3 separate regions of the Mus musculus genome follow, and regions 1 and 3 are each linked to region 2. A link is a contact called in public Hi-C and targeted proximity ligation data. All regions are on one chromosome and are shown on one strand. The core of a region is the stretch at or near the end of the contact, and the rest is flanking DNA. Distances in the headings are between cores, read along the strand shown.

Evidence for each region. A called contact is a pair of places that touch in the nucleus more often than the background predicts.
Region 1: a targeted proximity ligation map of embryonic stem cells shows a contact between it and region 2, with 4 times the contacts expected there. A contact is called at or near these places in 11 of 484 Hi-C or Micro-C datasets (the AML12 cell line, bone marrow-derived macrophages, cardiomyocytes and 4 more) and 24 of 130 datasets of targeted methods (the NIH/3T3 cell line, SST interneurons, bone marrow-derived macrophages and 8 more).
Region 3: a contact with region 2 is called in a Hi-C map of liver, with 4 times the contacts expected there. A contact is called at or near these places in 19 of 484 Hi-C or Micro-C datasets (the HL-1 cell line, beige adipocytes, bone marrow-derived macrophages and 6 more), 8 of 130 datasets of targeted methods (the NIH/3T3 cell line, cardiomyocytes, embryonic fibroblasts and 4 more) and 1 of 9 other capture datasets (embryonic stem cells).

What each region holds. Positions count from the first base shown.
Region 1 is chr19:37,011,889-37,015,721 of GRCm38.p6, reverse strand. Btaf1 (B-TFIID TATA-box binding protein associated factor 1) reads right to left here. Exons shown (of 38, transcript NM_001080706.1): 38 at 1,665-3,833. Among named protein-coding and RNA genes, the nearest start is that of Btaf1, 88 kb to the right of the region's middle.
Region 2 is chr19:37,262,010-37,265,775 of GRCm38.p6, reverse strand. 4931408D14Rik (RIKEN cDNA 4931408D14 gene) reads left to right here and starts at 1,681. Exons shown (of 3, transcript NR_040299.1): 1 at 1,681-1,922; 2 at 2,041-2,179.
Region 3 is chr19:37,076,971-37,081,074 of GRCm38.p6, reverse strand. The region is part of intron 7 of Cpeb3 (cytoplasmic polyadenylation element binding protein 3); the gene reads left to right. Among named protein-coding and RNA genes, the nearest start is that of A330032B11Rik, 95 kb to the left of the region's middle.

The DNA.
Region 1 (3,833 bases), core at 827-3,326, 250 kb after region 2:
GTGAGGGATTGCATTCCTCTTCAGCATATGGTCAGTCAGTCTGGGTCAGTTTCCGACACACCCGTCTAAGGACTGTATTCTAGAGTTGTTGGGCGTATCCATCCAGATTGCTATGCCAAATAAAACACATTAAATATCCATATGATCCACATGCAACTCCAGTTTTCTTCTGGTCCATTGCTTCTGAGAAATGTGAAACCTGTTGCCCCTTTGTTTTTGTGTTTCTGTCCGGGTTCGATGTGACATGTTTTTTTTGTTTTTGTTTTTGTTTTTTTGGGTTTTTTTTTTTTTTTTTTTTGGTTTTCTGAGACAGGGTTTCTCTGTGTAGCCCTGGTTGTCCTGGAACTCACTTTGTAGACCTGGCTGGCCTCGAACTCAGAAATCCTCCTGGCTCTGCCTCCCAAGTGCTAGGATTAAAGGCGTGCACCACCACGCCCGGCAATGTGACATGTTTTGTCAATCACCTGTGACTTGTCATTAACCAAATCGTTTATGTTTAGTTACGTATCTTCCCCCTTTCGCAAGCAGTACTTTTTACTGGAAGGTTTTCCTGAATGAATGAAACCATGCCATGCTTTTTCCGTTGGTATGGTACATGCAAAGGGGCCATGAATGTGCATGGGGCTATTGTCTTAGTCTTGAGTCAGAGAACTCCTTACAGATGTTCTAGACTCACTGGCCATTAGCTTTTTCCTAATCCTCGGCGCTGGATTGTAGCATTTCTGCAGATGAGCGATCTTGAAGCTTCTTGCCTTACAATACCATCTTCCACACTGAATTTCAGTCCTGACTTTTCCTCTTTTGGGCTCCATTTACCTACTCAACACCTCTCCTTTGAGAAGTGTCTTTTTAAAAAGATTTATTTATGAGCATCCTGTCACTGACACACTGGAAGAGGGCCTCAGATCCAATTACAGATGGCTGTGAGCCATCATGTAGTTGCAGGAGATTGAACTCATGACCTCTAGAAGAGCAGACAGCGCTCTGAACCACTGAGCCATCTGCAGCCCCGAGAGACGTCTTTGATCAGGAAACCCATGGCTTCCCTACCTTCACTCCCCCCACCCCAATCTTTGTCTTCTGTTTTTATTTATTTTATGCATGTGAGTACACTGTCACTGTCTTTAGACACCAGAAGAGGGCATCAGATCCCATTACAGATGGTTGTGAGCCACCATGTGGTTGCTGGGAATTGAACTCAGGACCTCTGGAAGAGCAGTCAGTGTTCTTAACCGCTGAGCCATCATCTCTCCAGCCCTTGTCTTCTGGTTTTATGTTGAGGTACTGGCTTGACTTGAGATTAAACAGGGACAGGGGCAGAGATGTAGTCAGAGGTGGGCAAGTGACACTACTTGTTTTGATGTAGTATGAATGTGACCGAAGCCTTGACAGATTTGGCTAGTAGTTGGATCAGCTACAAGGCCACAAGGCAAGCCTGTGAGATCCAATGCCGGCTGCCTTGGGAGTAGCTACACTTGACTGCACTTGCTGAAGGTCTGCAGGGTGTTACGCTTGGTGACGAGCTCCTTCCTTCACCCACTGACCCATCTCTCCAGCTCAGCTCATCTGACCAGCTCAGAAGATGGTTTCTCTCTCTTTAGAGGTTATACCTCTTTTTAGGTGGGTGATAATGCTTAGTGTGACAAACAAACATTCTCAACTGATTGGTAGCAAAACTCAAGTTTTTATTGATTCACACTGAATTTCTGACATTTAATTACAGACATCCCTGCATTTAATGTCACCTAATCCCCCCAGTACCAGAAGGTCCTGGGAAATTGAGGTCTGAAGAAGATACAAGGCTGGGTTGGTGGGCAAAACTCAGCATAGGCATCTGACAAAGAGTTTGCTTTCCTGCAAGTTCTCTTTCGTTGGTTTGTTGTACCGGGATTAAAAGGCATATGCCACCTTGCCTAGCTCTACTGTGGTCTTAGTTTCAGTTGTGCCACTTAAATAATCCCGCTCTCTGTAAGGACTGAGGTGCCTGACCTGGCTTGGTTCTGAGATCAGGTGCATGCAAGGGGTGTGGCTCTACACTGTCACGCCTTCAGATGGCTCCACTGGAACACTTACATCTCAATGGAGGCCCTTCCCCCACAATTGCCAGTTACCAAGTAACCGGCTCTGCTCAAAGTCTAGGATGTGCAATGTTAGACCCAGAGCCTCGAATCTTAGGTTTTCCTACAAGAAATAATTAATGTATGATCAACCCTAACTGTAATTAACTATTATTACCACATAGCTGGTAATGGGGTTAGATGCATGCTCTACCTTAGTAGTGTTCCCCACTGCCTGATGGGCAGGCACCATGTTCTGGGTCACGTGCCTTCCTTTGTTGGAAGGCTAGAATGTGTGGCTTTACATATTACAACAAAAGGTCTTAAAAATGTCACTTTTCCTCGCAAAAAGGACAAGATACTTTCTCTTTGAGAACTAGTTTGCCAGTACGCGCATGCACTTTCTAATTAAACATGTAGACTTTACCTGCCTTCTAGTTCTGACTTTTCTTTTTTTGTTGTGTTTTTTCGAGACAGGGTTTCTCTGTGTAGCCCTGGCTGTCCTGGAACTCACTTTGTAGACCGGGCTGGCCTCGAACTCAGAAATCCGCCTGCCTCTGCCTCCTGAGTGCTGGAATTAAAAGGCGCGCGCCACCACGCCCACCTTAGTTCTGACTTTTCAAGTGAGGATAAAAACAGAACACTAATCTATGGTGTGACTTCTTCTGACCCTTACTATTTCTTCAGTGAGAAAACCGCTCCCTGCTTTTAGAAGATATGGAAATAGCAAATAAATAGTTTATGAAAGCAGACAAGTACACTGCATCTTCTACATGAAATCTGGAGTTTTCCTTTTGGTCCTCTATATTTGAATATAAACTTTACATACAAAAGGTGTGGCTTCCCACAACCTGTGCATCTGAGCTGCTTGTCAGTCTTTACTGTAAACAACACACAATTGCACAGACTTTACAATTTGATGTTTATTCTCTTGTGGAATGCTAGGTTCAGGATTACAGGATGGTTGTCAAGGCTACTCAAGTGTGACAAACGTCGTATCTAAGTGCTGTGGAGTTTTTAATTATTTTAAACAAAACCCTTGTTATTGTACAATTGAGGTCTGATGGTTTTAAGTTGATGTCTGGGTGTAGGACCAGACACAAACCTTAGGGATGCTTATTGCCTGTACATGAATATATACAAATATATTCCACATATGTGTATACATGGCATGTATTAATTTATGTGGGAAAGTTATAAAATTATATATACATACACATACATGCATATCTATATACAGCTGCCCACCCTCACCATTGAGCTGTTTGAACACTAGCTCATTAGCTCTCTGCTCAGTTATTATTGCTGTCTGGTAGAACTACATGATTTTAGTGCCAAAGCCAGACACATTTTCCAGTGTAGGGTGGGCACTGTCATATAGATACAAGTATCCTTGTGTGCTGTGTATAAAGAGCGCTCCTCCCGCTTCAGGCCCTGCTACAGTAAACAGTCTTTACCACAGGGTTCAGGGTTTAAGCAGTGTAAAATCTATGTCTGGAAAACTGTGTTCATAGTTACAAAATATATATATATGATTGAAACTTACTGAGTACATATATGTTCTTTGAATCTGGCTATATCCTAGCCATTAGATAAATTAAACAGAAACCCATCCTCTAATAGGATGTTATTGTAGCCTTAAATACCAGTACCTGCATTTATTATTTAGTATACTTTAAAAGTGAACAAAATGATGTTAAAGGATTTGAAAACACCATATGCATCTGCATTAAATATACAAAGGTTGCCACAGGGCCTGGTTCAATTCATTGCTTA
Region 2 (3,766 bases), core at 432-2,931:
GCTAGACCCTGTCCAAAAAGAAGGTAGGTGAGATTATTCTTGGTCCTGTTGTTTCCCCTCCAAAGAATTCTTGTCATCATTGGAGAAAACGCCAGGAACTGATTTTAAAACTAATTTGGAAAAATTAGTACTACAAATGTATCTTATTCACCTAATTACATCGCTTGTATCTACAGATATTTTTCATCATTTTTCTTCCTAAGTGCCAAGGCTGCAGGCACCTACACTGGCCACTGTTTTCTTACATGTGCTATTCAGTGTTGCAGATCTGCCCCACCCCAACTCTGTTTTTGTTGTATCACACACACATTTGAATACATTATATTTTCATTCAGTTTAAAATATTCAGGTTTCGGGCTGGTGAGATGGCTCAGTGGGTAAGAGCACCCAACTGTTCTTCCGAAGGTCCAGAGTTCAAATCCCAGCAACCACATGGTGGCTCACAGCCATCTGTAACAAGATCTGACGCCCTCTTCTGGAGTGTCTGAAGACAGCTACAGTGTACTTACATATAATAAATAAATAAATCTTAAAAAAAAAATATTCAGGTTTCTCTTGAGACATCTTTGACCTATGTGACATTTAGAAATAAATTCATTTTGGTTTGTTTTGGGTGGTGATGTGCCTTTTGTTTTTTGCAATTCTAAGATGGTAAGCCTAGTCTAGTATGACCTTGGACTTTGTGGACTCAAAAAAAAAAAAAATCCTCCTACCTCTGCTGGCAAGTATTTGGGTCTAACAGCATGTGTCACCAGTTTAGAAATATAGCGTGCATTTGTCAAATATTTAGAGGTTTCCCGGCAATGTTTCCACTATTCTTAGTTTAATTTCACTCAACTCCAAGATCATGCATTTGTTTGCTTCCAGATAGTGGCTTGCTAGAGGCCAAGCTTCTAGCTCACAGTCCTGAGTGCTGGGATGAGAGGTGAGTGTTATCATGCCAGATGCCGACGCCTATTTTCTAGGGCTTTTGTTTTTAAGCTTGTTTAAGTGTGGTTTTCAGTCTGGAATGTAACCTCAGCGAATATTTTATCTGAATTTGAGAGTGATGTTCACCCATACTTGTCGGATGAGTGTTCTTCAAATGTCAACAGATCCAGATGACTAACGGCACCGGCTAGGACTGGCTAGGTTCCACTTGGCTTTGTGCATTTTCTCTCTGATAGGTCGATTACTGTCTGGTGCGTTGCTGGAGTATTGAGCGCTAATGGATTGAGCCTTTTTTGTGTTTTTGTTAAATGGTTTTCTGTTCCCTTGGCTATTTTGACTCCCTGCTGTTCAGCTTGATCATATTAATGACTGTAGGTCTTTTTGGACAATAGACTGCGTTTGTTTTGTGTGGTGCTCCTTTTTGCCCCTGGTCGTTTTCCTTGCACCAGCTGGCTCTGTGCCTGGAAGCTCGGAGCTTGCTCTCTTTGAGTCCTATCCCTGAAGTCGCCCATCCTCTGGGAGGCAGACAGACATCTTCAGCCTCTGAGGCTGATTTACAAACAAGAGTTGGATCCACAGAACAGCAGCCCGGAACTAGGGGCAAGGGTCACATGTCCAGTCAGAAAGAACGCCCTCCTTCACCCAAATTGCTCAAAACTGTTGTTGGCTCTTCTTCAAAACTCTTGATGTTTGGCAATACCGTGTGCACTTTGACCATAGCGTCCAGTGCCTTGTTGAGCAGTTTTCAGTAGACTTTCGCTTTGCACAAACATCTTCTCTGAGTGATCCAACACCTCCTGCAGCTCTGGCAAACTCTGGGTCAGCCCGGAGTCCCTCGAAGCTGGAGCTGAGGTCAGAGAAGCCCAGGACAGCCACGAAGCTGTGGGTCCTCGCGCCTAACAACCACGGTTAAGGATTCTGATACGTTACCAAACCGCCACCCAGAAAGGAATTGCAATGTGGACTTCTACAAGAAATCAGAAACAGTAAAGGTAGCCTGAAAGCCACACCGAAATTACCTGCTACCATCCAGGATGCTGAGCAGACAAGGGTTTGTGGGAATGGGGCGTGGCTAGGCGCCTAGGCACTTATGGATTCTCTTCTTTTCAGAACAGCCTTGCTGCCTGCAGGGGTGACTGAGGCCCTGAAGTCCAGAGCTTTGCTGAGTCGTCACTTGGGAGAGTAAATCTCCAATGGTCTGCCCGTGCAGTGAGCATTGTAACCTGTATCACTGTAAATCTTATTTGCAGTGAGTCCTTGTTCATCCCTTCAGTGTGTGTGTGGGGGGGGGGGGCTGGGGGGGGGCGAGGGAGGGCGGCAGAAGTCGTCCTTGGATATTATTTTCCAGGAGCTATCTATCTTGCTCTTGAAACGGTGCTCACAAAGAAGGATAGGCTGGCTGGCCACCAAAGCCTAGGGACTGTCCTGCCTTTGCCTTGCCCGCACTGGGGTTACAAGTGTGTGCTACCAGGCCTGATTTGTGTGTGTGCTAGGGATCAGACATGAATTCTCAATTGACTGACTGACTCCCTCCCCATTCTGCTGTTCAGAGCTTTTAAGTACTCAGCAGGGGAAAAAATTGCAGGTACACCTTGCTGACTTAACCTCTCTCTTTCAATTTCATAAATATATTTATTATTTAAATTGTGTATATGAGTGTGTATTGTGTATGTGTGTATAAAAAAAGAGTATGTGTATATGAGTGAGTATATGAGTAAATGCTTGTGTATGAGTGTGTATATATGTATGAGTATGAATGTATACTGTGTTATGAATATGTGAGAGTATGCATATGTAACTATACATATACACATATGAGTTAGTGTGTATGAATGTGTTATGTGTATTGTGAGTGTGTATATTTAACTATGTGCGTGTATATATATATATATATATATATATATATATATATATATATATATGAATGAGTATATTGTATGAATGAATGTGTATGTGTATGTGTGTACATGTGTATGTGAGAGAGTGTGTGTTTTCTTAAGCCTAAGTCATGTCTCTAACCTTTCTCTGCAGTAGCTTGCTATGTAGTCCAGACTGGTTTTGAATTCAAGGTGATCCTCCTGCCTCAGCTTCCCCAGTGATAGGATTACAGGATGAGGCACAAGGCCTGCCTACTCATTTGGGTTTTCTCGTGTTTGCTGAAAAGCTAACATATATCAGGTTTCGTGCTTCTGTTTCTCCTTGCAGGGCCTGTTTATTCTGAGGTTGACCTTTAAACTTAAATCTCTGCTGTTATGCTAGTGAGGTTTGCGTTGGCAAGTGGAGGTAAATGTCCACATTCATTCTTTGATGACTAATGGGAAACATCTCCAACCTCTTACGCACATTTAATTCACTGTTTAATCTGGTGTCTGGTGCCCTCAGGTCAACACTCAGTTCTGTTGAATTGAAGTAAGAGGGCATCAGCCCTGGGCTCACATACTCAGCTGGTCTTTAATTTTATGCTGTTTGCTGTTGCTATGTTTATCACAAATTCAACATCTCTTTCACATTTTATAAATAGGTGAGGTCATAAAACCTGATCTTTCACACAATCACACTAAATCTGTGTCAAATAGAGTAGGATCGCTCTCTCTCTTTCATGTTTTTGTTAAATATATTTGTGTATTATACACATTAGGAGGGAAAAAACCCAAACCTTTTAAAAGTTTAAAAGAGGGGCTGGAGGGATGGCTCAGCGATTAAGAGCACTGACTGCTCTTTCAAAGGTCCTGAGTTCAATTCCCAGCAACCACATGGTGGCTCACAACCATCTGCAATGTGATCTGATGCTCTCTTCTGATTTGTCTAAAGACAACTACAGTGTACTCATAGACAT
Region 3 (4,104 bases), core at 1,060-3,559, 190 kb after region 2:
ACTAAGACCATGAACTAGAGATAGCTGTGGCCTTCTTGTCGAATCCCTGGCATTATAACTTCCCAATAAGTGGACAGAGCAGTAGAACCAGAACAGGACAATCTGGCTTTCATTGAGCAAGTGTCGCTTTATGAGCAGCAGGAATGATGGTGCCTCCTCAGCAGAACTCATCGTCAGCATCTTTGTTTCCTCGTAGGATTGCTTTAGCTGCGTACACCTATCTGTCTGTACACAGGGCCAGTAGCATAACAGCTGAGATCAGTCTGTGTTCACATTTCAATCTCATCTCCCCACAAGCATCCAATGACTTTTGTTGGCTGTTTCACGTATTCTATACCCTAATTTATTTGCTTGATGGCAATATAGCCCATTAGTAATAATACTTATGTTCATGTATTCTTGTCTGTATCCTTTTCTTTCAAGTTGTTTCCTTTGGGCTAAATTAGAACTACTTAACTAGAGATGAAGATCTTAATGACTCCGGATTTGATGTCACATGGTTTCCCAAAGCAACCGCTTTGTAAAGTTTATGCTAATTTGGACATCTGCACCAAGTTTTCTCTTTAGTTCCAAGTCGGATAAACGGCACATTGCAGCTGTGAACTCACCTTTTCGCTTCTTTGTTCAGCAAATAATGGACCTCTGCAGAAGCCAGGGCCACATTGGTATGAATCATGTACCTGAAGTGATTCAGTCTTTTTTTGATCCAGCCTGATTGGCTGAATCTTGGCTGCTTCCTGCCATCACTGCCCATCTTAGCAGAGTCTCATAGGGGAGCTTAGGGTGACCTTGAAGTCCTGATGGCTCTGAGGACTTATATTACAGATATACACTACTATGACCAGCCGGACTGTCTTGAACAGGACAGAAGAATCCTTTTAGAACACTGGTACTTCTTTTTGTCAGAAACTCTTCACCCAGGTTTCTGAATAGGCTCTCTTTCTTCCTTCAGGTCTCTGCTTAGATGTCACCTTAACAACAACAGTCATCCTAACGTCTATAGCTAAAGTAGCTGTCCCTCTGCCCTCTGCTTCCCCTCATAGTTCTTTCGTTCCTCATCCTACGTTTCTTTGAAGTACCTATCGTCTGCCTTGCAAACTAGAATGCAAGAGCCTGGTGTTTCTTCTTGTTTCACTCACTGCTCTGTACCGAGCACCTCCTACCCCTGGCACATTTGCCTCGAATAGTTTTTAAATGAATGAACTACAGCATTGCAGGTGATGAACAGTTTCATTCCTTGCTCAGAGAGTCAAAGCCCATCACATCCTAGAAATGGAAAGTTCCACCTTACCCAACCTTCATTTAAAGCTGAAATAGGAAGAAGAGAAATGTCTTTTTATTAGTGTGCAGTTTTTATTAGACTGACTTGAACCTGGAATATCGATAGTTGGTGTTATTTTACCTAGTAAATAAAGGAAGTGAATTTTTAAATTCATTCTTGCTTAGAAGGGAAAGCATGCTTAGGCTAAATAGCCTGGTCCTCTGTTGTTCTCACATAAGCTGGAGTCTTTCCAAAGAGCTGTCTTAAGCGTGTAGTAGGTCTGAGTTGTCTTTTGTCCATAGCTTACCTATAGGCTTCTGCCTCTGCTGCTACCTCATCACTTCTGTACCTGGGTGGGATGCTTTGTGATGGAGTTCTTTGCCTGGACCGAGCACAGACACTCAGGTGCTGGCTCAGCTCAGGGGCACGGCTGTAAGTGACTAGCAGAGTATAAGAGGAGCTTGGATATGAGCAGGTGGTGTGGAGGCTGTGGTAGGGGTGGCAGGGCAGCTCGGCGGTGTGTACTGGGAGCTAATCCTCCATTGCAGTCCTCTGCTGAGAGTCAGCTCAATTGTCCTCATGTTTCTATTTGAGTTCCAGAGAGGACATCTGATTAGTCCAGTTTATGTTTTAAGACTTGGCTATAACGTAAGTTATTCCCAAGGTAGAGCCCTGGATTTCATGACTGCTATAAAGGAAAAGCTTGGTCGTAACTTCCTTGAGCACAGAGCTGTGAATATTCCATCTGGGAAGATAACTTGGCCCAATAACGTAGTGGTAGATATTCAGTATAACCTCTCAGTATCTTCTGGAGAATGTCTCTCGTCCAAAGTTGCTGCCTCTGGAGCTATAAAAATGTCTCCCCACCCTGGACTTTTTCTCCTTTCTGCACAAAGCAACTTCTCCTGATATGGCTCTAATCTAACCTCTTAGGAAGGAATGGAACCTATAGGACCACACAGAGAATCTAGCCAGAGAGAGTACTTTGCCATTGTTGGCAGAGGCTTCCGGGCAAACACAAGGGCAGGAGCCAGCCTCAGATATTGGGCAAGAGATAGCTATGTACTTCTGAAACCCTGCAGAATCTGAGATGCCAGCAATGGAGGAGGCTGTAATCCACAGCTTACTTGGGTAGCTGGTACAAGCTTTCTCAGTCTGGGTCACAGGTCCAGGTGCACAGAAGTAGACACAGGCAGGCAGTGTAATACAGTGACTCAGGTGTAGACTCCCTTCCACTTTCAGAAAAGCCTGTGCATCTTAAAAAAAAAACATATATTTTTATTCTTTTTTATGTGTGTAGTTATTTTGCCTGTATGTGTTTCTGTGCTTGTATGTCCATGCATCATGTATGTCCTGGTGCCCTAAGAGGCCAGACAGTTGACAGCTGGTGTGTGGGTGCTTAGAATCAAACCCAGGTCATGTAAAAACATCAGCTCTTTAGCACAGAGCCATCTCCTGAGCACCAGAAGCTATGCTACTGAGCGGCTTTCAGCTGCAGTGCTGGAGTTCCCTGTGCTGCGCAGGCTGGCTTGCCTGCTGACCTTGTGACTCAGCCATGCAGTTGTGATGGTTTATGTAATGCCAGCATGACTTGTGAGCCTGGCAGAAGGCAGGCCACGTGGATTCAATCCACTTTGAACCAGCCAGCTAAGATAATACTGTTTGAGGGACAAGAAAGGGACAAACAGGTCGTTGAGTGACTATAGCAGGCTGGAGTGTGGCATCTATTTCATTTTCCTTCAATTGGTCTAAAATCTGACTTTGGAAAGACAGGTTTGCAAATGTTATTTTTCCCCTTGTAGATAATTTGAATGAAAATAAAATCTAGTCTCAGATTCCACGTTTTTACACCTTCTGGGTTATGTAAACATTAGTCAGGAAGCCTAATGAATTTAGCATGTATTTAATCTTTCACACTCTATAATACAATAAATACTTTGAGTAATATTCTTTTATTTTCCTTTCATAAATGTAGGTCTTGGCTGACAGTTCTAACACTCTGGTGAATTATGAATATATTTTAATATTTTATATACTTGCAGTTTTCATTCCAGGGAATGTTTTCTTGTGAAAACATTGAAACTGCACTGGACTGTAATGAGGTGATTTTTTTTTTTGTCTTGTCCTGCTTAGACAGATGGAGAAGCTTCTATTTTAACTTTTGAGACCATAGTACACTCCCACTTAGACTGTTGTATTAAACACCTGTCTTCTCAGCATTGTACTAAAGTCCAACTGGGAACTTGGTTTTTGTGAACCATTTACAATTTAGGGAGCTGTACTGGAAGGAGAACAGCATTCTGGGCATGTAAGCCACAGGACAAAGCCTGAGCAGCTACAGAAATAGAGACAGTGTGTCCGAACGAGGTCACAGTGGTACATGCTGTGCCTGGGCAGAGATGCTAGAAAAGGGCAGGTGCTTCATCCCGGGAAGCTGTAAGTACTCCTCATGAGGACTCTGCTTGGAAGCTGTAAGTACTCCTCATGAGGACTCTGCTTGGAAGCTGTAAGTACTCCTCATGAGGACTCTGCTTGGAAGCTGTAAGTACTCCTCGTGAGGACTCTGCTTGGAAGCTGTAAGTACTCCTCATGAGGACTCTGCTTGGAAGCTGTAAGTACTCCTCGTGAGGACTCTGCTTGGAAGCTGTAAGTACTCCTCGTGAGGACTCTGCTTGGAAGATAGCACCTGTCAGAAACAGAAATGAAATGCAAATTTGTCAGGTGAAAGAGAGAGGATGTTTCAGTTTTGGTCTGGACTTACTGTAGGATTTTAGTAGGACCAAGACTGAAAGTATGACCAAGAAAGAGTATATTAAGTAAAAGGATTGGAAATGGGAACATGG